Regions from separate parts of the Rattus norvegicus genome. Here all the other regions are linked to region 2. Evidence: chromatin contacts called from public Hi-C data. All regions are on one chromosome and are shown on one strand. Each heading gives the region's core, a stretch centred on a gene start, on an enhancer-like site or on the middle of the called end of the contact. The rest is flanking DNA. Distances are from core to core; before and after follow the strand shown.

Evidence for each region. Hi-C and Micro-C count contacts between places; a contact is called where the count stands out from the background.
Region 1: a Hi-C map of liver shows a contact between it and region 2, with 3 times the contacts expected there. The contact joins the promoter of Pabpc1 here to the promoter of Zfp706 in region 2. A contact is called at or near these places in 2 of 12 Hi-C or Micro-C datasets (frontal cortex and liver) and 1 of 1 datasets of contacts at active chromatin or transcription factors (oligodendrocytes).
Region 3: a contact with region 2 is called in a Hi-C map of liver, with 3 times the contacts expected there. The contact joins the enhancer-like site here to the promoter of Zfp706 in region 2. A contact is called at or near these places in 1 of 12 Hi-C or Micro-C datasets (liver) and 1 of 1 datasets of contacts at active chromatin or transcription factors (oligodendrocytes).

The regions. Positions count from the first base shown.
Region 1 is chr7:69,672,935-69,676,410 of GRCr8, forward strand. It overlaps Pabpc1 (poly(A) binding protein, cytoplasmic 1), which reads right to left and starts at 1,872. Exons shown (of 15, transcript NM_134353.3): 1 at 1,481-1,872. The coding sequence starts at 1,673.
Region 2 is chr7:70,057,443-70,060,649 of GRCr8, forward strand. Zfp706 (zinc finger protein 706) reads right to left here and starts at 1,717. Exons shown (of 4, transcript NM_001394374.1): 1 at 1,456-1,717.
Region 3 is chr7:69,789,452-69,792,724 of GRCr8, forward strand. No RefSeq gene overlaps it. Among named protein-coding and RNA genes, the nearest start is that of Ywhaz, 58 kb to the right of the region's middle. Within about 2 kb of position 1,295, at least 89 of the 93 cell types and tissues checked have an H3K27ac peak or open chromatin away from gene starts, as enhancers often do. A contact at or near this core is called in liver, where this site is marked.

The DNA of each region.
Region 1 (3,476 bases), core at 622-3,121, 380 kb before region 2:
TAAAACTATTTCAAAAGATGGAACATTGAACATACAGCCACAAAATAAATGAAGAATGTAGAGGCAAGATTCTGAGCGGTTAGAATATTGGTTCACTGACATGAATTTATAAAGTTAATTTGAAACTCAACTTTTCAAATGTCAGGACTGGGTTTTTCTGAATTAAAAAAAAAAGAAACCACTAAGTTTCAAGTCTCTTAAGTTTTCTTTTCATAGAAGTTCTTTCGGTTACTTGCTCAAGTTACCTTCTTTAGCTTACATCCTGTCATCTCCTGTGAGTTGAGAGCTCTAATGAAGTGACACTAAAAGTGCCCTTTGAGAGCAAAAGGGCAGGCCACCTGCAGTGCACTTTTACAACTTGTAACTTGTGGCTTCCGATCACCTAAGATGCTGTTTACTCAAAATCTCAGTATCACCTTTATCTATGAAAAACTGATCAACCCCAGTCTTCCTTATTAAAATAAAAGCCAGACAGAACTGACTTCTAGTCAGGGTCATCTAGACTTAAAAACTTAACATCAGACTGTAGACCTTATCTGATTCTTGGATTTCTGTTTCAGTGAACTGTCAAACTTAAGAATATAAACTCAATGTGTTACTTCTCAACTACTCCAAGATTCTGAAACACTTCACACACACACACAAAAAAAAATCAAAGAAGCTATTATTAGTTGTCTGCTACTAATTCAGCATAATCCTATCCAGGTTACCCTAATGTTTACGACCAAAACTGGTCAGCAGTTTAAAATTCATAACCACTGGTGCTATTTTAGAAAAAATATGCATGTATACATTAAATAATCACTTCTATTAAACTTAATATCCAACTAATTTGTTTGAAAATGAGCCAAGGTGTCTGGTGCCCTAGAGTCTTCCACATCCCCTCCTCCACTGCAGGGTTAAAGACAGAAAATACTTCATCTAGGGAAAACCCCAGGCAGTGCACATGGTATAATGTCCCTTTCGCGGTCCACAAGCCAGGGGTATGCTATTAGGAAGGAGCTCATGACCCTAAGGACCACCAACAGGCATCTCCCTATTAACTTTCTTCTAAAGCCTGGGGCTCCTCCCAGCGATTGAGCCACCCGCAGGAACAGGCCTCGGGCCTGTGAGGTTACAGGGTTCAACACGTGGTATTTCCCAACACTGAATCGTACTTCCTCCCCAGCCTGAATGCCGGGCCAGGGAAGGAGATGGAGGGGCGCCTCCACCCGTTGCTCCACTCCAGAGGGGGCTCGAAACCCCCGAACCCCACAGCTTGTGGCGGGAGCGCCGGGAAGGCTACCTTACCCACCCTCCCGGCGCGTCATCGCCCTAAAGTTTGAGAGCGACCGATGGCGAGAAAATGGTCGCAGAGGAGGAAGTGCCGGCCCGCGAGGGGCTGCGGCGCCGTGCCCTCCCGCCCCCTCGGCCCGGCCCGCTAGGCCCGCCGCCCCGGCCGCATGGCCGCCCGCCCGCCACCCTCCGGCCTGCCGCTTACCGTCCGCCGGCTGCTGGAAGTTCACGTACGCGTAGCCCAAGGAGCGGCGGGTGATCATGTCCCTGCAGACCCGGATGGAGAGGATGGGCCCGGCCGGGCTGAACTTCTCGTAGAGCATCGCCTCGGTCACGTCGGGGTGCAGGTCCCCCACGTACAGAGAGGCCATGGGGTAGCTGGGGGCGCTGGGGTTCATCTCGGCACGGCTGCCCGCGGGGCCGCAGGCCGCGACCTTTCCCGTGAGAGGAGGAGAGCGAGTGCGGGGCCGGGGGACGGAGCCGGGGGGAGGGGAGCGGGGGCGAGCGCAGAGGGACAAAATTCAACCGGAATCGACGCGTACTCAACGGCCGTGGAACCGGGGGAGCGAGGCTGGCGGTGCTGGGTCCGGGCGGCAGGAAGGCCTCGGTCTCTGGGTTCCTGCTTGGAGCTGCGGGGCCGCGGGCGGGCGGGTCGGTCTCGGCTGCTTCACCGGGTTATTTTATAAAAGAGGAAGAAAAAAAAATAAAGTCTCCGGCGGGGGAGACGCGGATTTTTTGTAAATTTTTTTGGGTTTTTTCAAAGGATTTTTTAGATTTTTTTTGGATTTTTTAATAATAAATGTGTGTTCCGAGCCCGGAGCACACACTCCGCACTCTCAGCACTAACCGCCGGGGAGAAGGGGAAGCACCGCCTCCTGCACCCTCTACTTATACCCCCCGCCGCACTCGCCCCGCCCACGCGCGTCTGACGCCAGGGCCCTACGCGAGCGACGGCGCCGGAGGAGGCGGAGGAAAGCGCAGAGGAAGGGAGAGGTGGCGGCGGCAGCGGCTGCTGCGGGCGTGGGGGTGGTGGCCGAGGCGGGGCGGGGCTTCTGCGCACGCGCCCCAGCCAGGGGCCGACTTCCCGCTGCGCAGGGCCAGGAAAGGGCGGGGCAGTTAGTAGGCGGTCCCGGCGCGGCTGCTGGCCACGCCCCTCGCGCACACGCCCCGCCTCCGCCCGAAAGAGCGTTAACCCGTCAGCGCAGCGGGTGGGCGGCGCGCGGGGCTTCCGGGTTTCTGGGCGCCAACCGCCCCTCACGTGCGCGAATAGTCGCGGCCTCTTCCCGGCGCCGCGGCTGGGGTTCTGCCTCGCTAGCCCCCCGCCCCGAGCGGCGCCGGACACGGGTGGGCGGGCGTGAGCCTCTGCCGGCCGAGTTTCCGAGGTGGACGCGGAGGGAGGCAGGGTAGCTGCCACGTTCTCCTACCCGGACCGCACTACGAGTCCCAGCGGGCAGCGCCGCCACGCGCGTGGGCCGCGGAAGCGGTGCCTGCCGGGAGCTGGAGTTCTCAACGGCCGCGGGCTGGCTGACCTCAACCGGACCCCAACCGTCCCGGGCGTGACCCAGCACGGGTCCAGGACCCTTGACGAGGGGGAGGGGAGGGAAGGGGAGGCGGCTGTTGGAAGTCTGGCGCTTAAGATATTCTGTCGGAATCTCTGAGCTGCTTCCTACATTTTTTACAGTGGTAAACAGGACTCGAGAAAAATGGGTTTTCCTTTAAAGTATGCGTTTCTCACAGTTACTCTGTCACTCTTAACCAAACAAACCTAGATAGCCTGCTTAAGCAGGCTTCGTGGCCACGCCTTTCACCCGCTTAACCAGGGGTGGCGCCGATGCCTTTAACCCAGCGTTATAGAGGCAGGGTCTTGCAGATCTCCGAGTTGAGGGGCACCCTAATCTACATATCTAGCTCCTGGGTGCCAGTGTTGGGGGATGATGTAAATGATTGATAGCCACAAATAGAAATGACATTACATCAACATAAAAACCACACTTTAGTAGGTTTCTACAGTTTTGAAGTCCTATATAAACATCCTTTGACAGTGATGTGTGGGAAGTGAAGCAAATAGTACTTACTAATTTTACGGTTAACAGTGTCAAAAGTTAAATGACTGCTCAGCTCTTTAATGCAATGATCGTCAGTGCATACTTAGCCTATTGCCTAGTGTAAATTAGTCATAACTCTTCTCAGTTAGAATTTAG
Region 2 (3,207 bases), core at 467-2,966:
ATTACATAATAAACTGAAAAAGTCTAATAAAACAGGAGGATTGATGCTTTCTTATAAACCCTGTCCAGTCTTTCACCAACTACAAGAATGTTTAATATGCTAGCCTAATGTAAGAACCCCATTCCCACTCAAGGCAAATATCAACTGTTTGTCATCAAAACTATACTTCATTTTGTGTTTTTAAACCAACACTGCATCAGTTCTAAGTTCAATAGCATATGGAAGTGTGTGTGGGGGTGTCTCACTACATACTTCTGGCTGGCCTAGAACTTACCGAGATTTGCCTGCCTCTGCCTCCTAAGTGCTGGGATTTTAAGGCGTGTGCCACTATGCTATATGGCATATTTAAAAGTACATTTTGATGGTGGGTCTTCAATTTATGTACACCAAAAATTTGAAAAGTCTTAATTTCCCCTGTCTTAGTATCAGACCCTTACTAGAACATTCTGGTTATTTAAATAAAACATCTTAACTCTTCCATACAGTATGGCTTGTGTATGTGAAGACATTACTTGGTGAGCAGTCCTTAAGGGTTTTATGTTTGATTTTTTAAGTTACAAAACCGCACATCAGTAATTCCAGAATTTTCCTTGTCATCTAGAAATTAAAGCAGCGACTTTGGTAACCTTTTCATGTAGTGTGCTGTAAAAAACCAATGCCATCAGATAAGCAAAAACTATTTTTAACTTTTGCATTTAGGGCAACAGAAACATAACTGGGCACCTAAGATTTAACACATTTTCTTTACCACCCAACAACAGTTACAAAAAGGCATGCGCTTCAATAGACACAAAATGTAACACTAGGCAAAGGCTATCTGCTCTAACAGGCTAGCTGAGTGGGGCAGGCCCCTGACTTCTGACAGCACAGTGGCACGGATTTCCTTTCCGAAAGCAGAAGTGCAAACGATCCAACCACCTGCTTTCGGACAGCTCAACTTACGATTTGCCCTCGACCATCGAGTTTTCCACAAAATCTTACGTATAAACTGCTCCCTGATTAAGTGGGACAAATTGAAAGGCAATAAATCGTTTGCAAACGGTTACCAGCTGATTTTTAATAAAAGTTTTAGCTTTCCTGGGAGGCTGCAAATGAGCTACTAACCAGGGAGAGTTCTTGGAATACCAAGACTCTCGAGAAGGAGGCAACAAGTAAAGCTCCGGCCCTTAGGGGCTGCTTAAAGCCAAACAACTTACTCTGAGGCCGGGGAGCCAGGAAATGGGCTCACACTCTGCAACCAGTCAGAGCAAGAGGCCCAGGCCGGCTCCACAGCCCGATCCCAGCTTTGAACAGCCATTCGTGGGCAGACTCAACCCCACAGCTGCAGCCCGGCCCGCCCGAGGCCTCGGCCGCCCTCAGCCCCGCGCCTGCTCCGCTGGGAGTCAGCCGCCCGCCCCGGCCTCCCGCCGCCGCGTGCCTCCCAACCCGGCTCCCGCGTCCTGCGACGTCGCTCACCCGGGCCGGGACGGAGTGGCGTCCGAGAGACGGCGCAGCGCGAGAAGAGCTGAGCAGGACGAGCAGGGAAGGAAGGGTCGAGCCCCGCACCGCTTGGGGCCTCCGCCACCCGCAGAGGAAGGACCGAGCAGAGCCGGGAGCACAACAGCCCGCGCCTCGCACACCCGCCGCAGCGCGCGCCCGCCGCGCCTGAGCCCGAGGCAGGCCCGTCGCTCGTGCCCGCGCACGCCGCGCCGCACTCCCAGTCGCCTCAGCGCCGCCCGCCCGCCCGCGTGATCCCGCCCCTCACCTTCCTGCGGTGGCTTTGCCCCGCCCCTCTAGCATGCTCGCGTCCTTCCGGTCTGCAAACCAATGGCAGCTCTCCCCTGTTACATAAGCGCGCAGGGGCGGGGCCTAGGACGGGAACTGCAGAGCCCTCGCCCGCCTCCCTCCTTCCAGCCCTCTCTCTTGGTGGTGCCTCTGCGCGGGGGCGCTTTGTCCTGCCCCTGCGGTGTGTGACCTCCGGCCTACGGGCGGTGGTCGGCAGAGTGACTCGATAGTCACTCCCTTGTTTCCCACTCACCAGGCCTGGCCTCAGCCCCGCCGCCCTCGTTCTTCCCTGGCTAGCTCGGAGCCCTGTAAGGCGCTAGCCGGAGCGGCGGGGGAGTCGCGCCCGGGGCCCCGCGTGGCCGCCGGTCGGCCGTGACCCCTTGCCAGACTCGCTGCCATTGTTCTCTCACTGGTTCCGTGCTCAGGGTATTTTGACCTACCAGGGACTTTCACATAGTTGGAGACTTGAGCCTGAAAATCCTGCTAAATCCATCCGAGCCTGCTTAGCCTGTGCAGGCAGGCTATTGGATTGCTAATATTTGGGGAAAGAATAAAAGGTCGCTCCCTGCCACCACTTGATTTAGACAACGTAGTAAACTTAAAATACCTGATTAAGAGCGATTGCAATTCTAACATCGAGAACATCTAGTGGTGATTAGAAATGGTGGTGGTAAATATCTGCATTCCTTGCCCTTGTACCTGCAACATGTTGCTTCCCAGTTAAATCTAATTGGGTTATAGTTATACTGCATTTGTGGCCTTAAAAAAATCACCTTGTGGGCCAGACTGTCCTAGAACTCCTGACCCTTTCACCTTCACAGGAACTGTGACACGTGTCACCATGACAAGTTGGAATCTCAAATTTGCCTGGCAGTGTCCAGAGAATTGGTTGAATATGAGGATAGTCTACTTTCCTTGGACTATGATAGCCTTGTCACAATATTGTTTCAAATAGCCAGAAAGACGTGAGCTTGCTGCTTACTGCAGTTGGGCCATGATTGGAGTGTATTTATCTTTGATTTCACTTTTTTTGTTCACATTAGTTTTGTTACTATTGCTGATGGTAATCAGTTCTGTAAGCTCATTTTTATTACTCTTTAGCCAGTGACCAACAAAGTGCTGATATTGAACAGAATGTGTCTGAAGAGACTGAGGTTTGGAAAAGACATGTCAAGAAGCTATACTATGGGCTGGAGAGATGGCTCAGAGGTTAAGAGCACTGACTGCTCTTCCAGAGGTCCTGAGTTCAATTCCCAGCAACCACATGGTGGCTCACAACCATCTGTAATGGGATCTGATGCCCTCTTCTGGTGTGTCTGAAGACAGCTACAGTGTACTCATGTATATAAATAAATAAATAAATCTTTTTTTAAAAAGCTATAATATAACTATTAATGGTGGTCACATTTGTTGTATTTTGGGTTGAGAGTCTTGGAGGATCTA
Region 3 (3,273 bases), core at 45-2,544, 270 kb before region 2:
GTAGCACAGGGACCCTTTTTCAGTGAAGCTCTAGTGACCCCTGGCAATGTCTCTTGACTAGGACCCACCCTCCCGGCTAAAGTTGGTGGAGCTCCAGAAGTGGGCCTGTTTAATGGAAAACACAAAGTTTAAGCCCAACACATTTGTGTACTCATTGAACACCCTCAAGATCGTGGAATAACTTCTGTCAGTAGGTGGACCAAACCTAACTTTAAAGGAGTGAGTCCCGGGGCTGGGGATTTAGCTCAGTGGTAGAGCGCTTACCTAGGAAGCGCAAGGCCCTGGGTTCGGTCCCCAGCTCCGAAAAAAAGAACCAAAAAAAAAAAAAAAAAAAAAAAAGAAAGAAAGAAAAGCTGGTGTGTTTTCTTTTTACTTTTGGGGTTACCCTGGCCTTGGGAAGAGGGCACTTTTGATCTTCAGCCCCCTCAGGGGGCAGTGATGCCTCAGCATGGGCCGCAGAGGAACCCCCTTCAACCTCATCATACTGTGCCTCTACTAAACATATCCTGGCTCTTTCTTTTTTGTAAAAGGTGCTGTGACTCAGATTTTGAAACTCACAGGTTGCACGAGTTCATACTTCCCTGTTGCCACATGGACTTCGCAGCCATCAGATCTCTTGCCTATCTACCCAAATACCAGTGAGTTGGTAAGCTCCCTCCTTCCACTGGTCAGTTTAAACATCTCCTAGTCTGAAAGGAGGAGAGCTGTTGAGCTCGCAGACACCCTGTGGTGTCCTTGAGGAGGCATTCAGTCTTTATGACTGGTTTTCTCACTAACCCTTCATTCATTCATTCTCTCTCTCCCTCTTTCTCTCCCTCCCCCTCTCCCTCTCTTTCACACTGTTGAAAATAATTCTAAGCTTAGGTAAGCCATTCTTCCTCAGACTCTGAGCCCCACAGCTTGGGCTAGTTCACTGCGTGATGACCTGGTGATCTGATTTGGCTGCCTGTTTCCAGCTACTGTATTTGTCCTCAGACGCTAGAAAGAGAAAGTCGCTAGCTCCTACTCTCAACCAGGGAATGTCTTTTCCACCACATCTCCTGGTTAAAATTTGCCCCCATACCCACCAATCAATAACTCTAAATGGCCACTTACTGGCACTTTAATAACAAACTTTTACGACTCTCTCGCGCTAGCAATCTCCAGGCCATTTCCCCTGCCTCACTCCCTCGTTGCTTCTTCTCCACTCCGGATTCCCTGCCCTCTGATTCGGCCGCCACCACGCCCTTTAGCCCCGCCCCTTGTTCTCTTAGCCGCTGCTGCCTGTCTGTCCTGAACTCTCCACATTCCCCCTGACTGCTAGACCTGACTCCATAGCAGCCAACCAGCTGACTAGAGCTCAGGCAGCAAGGACAGTGCACACTGTGTGCTGCCACCGTCCCCCAACCCCGCCACCTGGCGGTGCTCTGTGCTGCGGGCGTGATCTCCCACACCGCCCTGAGTTCCCGGAGCACACTCGCTCTCCATCCTAAGCAGAGTGGCTAGAAGACTGAATGCTGCTTCAGCCGCTGCTCTCTGCCCTACCCTCCTTGTCAATAATCTGCTCTGCAGTCCGCAGTTGTGCTCCTGTGGCCACTGCCTGCTGCCAAACAGCACCCCTCACATTGCACTGCTTAGATTTTCCATGTTTGTCTTTGCTGTTTCTCTTGTTCCGTTTTAAGATACACAGCCGGGTTGGGGATTTAGCTTAGCGGTAGAGCGCTTGCCTAGCAAGTGCAAGGCCCTGGGTTCGGTCCCCAGCTCCGAGAAAAAAAAAAAAAAAAAAAAAGATACACAGCCACATTTCTACAGCTCCATCCTAAGGTATAACACGTGACTCCTAGCGCCATCTTAACTAGGGGAAGTCTTGTGACTGCCCGACATCTTTGTTGTGGGCAGATAAGGTTTTGCTATGTTATTGCTTCAGTGCCATCTTAGATAAGGGCAGTCACATGGCTGACTGTAGCTTCAGCGCCATCATTGTTATGCCTTTAGGAGTACAGTTTGTCAAAGTCACTTAGCAAGATAAGATTTTCGTTCTATCCTGCCTTGGTCAATAATGATTTCTAAACAGTAAAAAGTTAACGATCACCGCCTTAAATGTAAGTTTAGCCTTGTTTTTGCTATTGTCATTAAGTCACAGTGTGTTCTCTTTATTTGCTAGATACATTCTAGAACAAATAATTAAACAAAGCTTGTCTAACTCACATATGATTAATAGACCAGTTCTCGATCTTGTCAGAAATCTGCTAAATGAAATGTTAAATGTTTAAACTTATTATGATAAACAGAGACTCCCAAATCCTGACAGTTTATTCCCCAACGTCTCCAAAAAAGATATGAGCACAGCAAAAAAGAATTCTACCAGGATTGAGATATGATAACCACTGAGACACACTGCTCCATTGCCTTGCTGCTGCCAGGGCTCAGCCTGCACTGTGGGCAGACAGAGGACACCCAGAGAGTTAGACGTCTCATATCGCCTAGATGATGTGGACCATTTCTCCCACACTCTTCCCCCACAGGAAAAAGCTTCTCGTCTCTGGGCCTGATGGCCAAACCACCTCTGCCCAAGTTATGATGGAGACCACAGGGTCCTAGAAAGTGTTCAGGTAGTGGATTGTAGACCAACTTCTGTCATTTTAATTAATATATAAAATTTAGATCATAATTTCTTCTTCCCAGGTTTCTGATTACCTTGACAGCTAGAAAACAGACCCAGCTCCTCACCCCAAGGCAACTCACTACTATATTAGTCATTAGTCAACTTGCTAACTAGCTAAGACTGCAGGTCTCTTACCAAAGTCAGACAGGTGTGCCTTGCTCACAGAGTTCACAATAAAGGATACACAAGTTCAGATGTAACCTTATCTAAACTCAGTTTTCGGTGACTAACTGCTTCATATTTCTCCTTCTTGCTATGCCACTGTCCTAACATTAACCAATAGATTTCTTATAAATTAGCCTAACTCTAATAAAACATTCCACTGTATGATCCGCTTTTCAGATCACAAGTTCAGTTTCCATTGGTTGCCTTTTAACTATAGACTTAAAGTGTTTCTTGTGCTCAATCTATACCACAGCTATCACAGTTACAACTTCCTTTGGTTGCCTTGTAACTATAGACCTAAGGTGTTCCTCACACTAAACTGTATGACCAACTATCATGTTCACAAGGTCAAGGTTTTGAGTTTCCTTTGTCTTTTAAATGTAAACTTAAAAATGTTTCTCATTATGCTATTAAATCTTCTAGACAGAAGGAAAAAGGCCTTCTTGCTCCTTTTGCTCCACAGA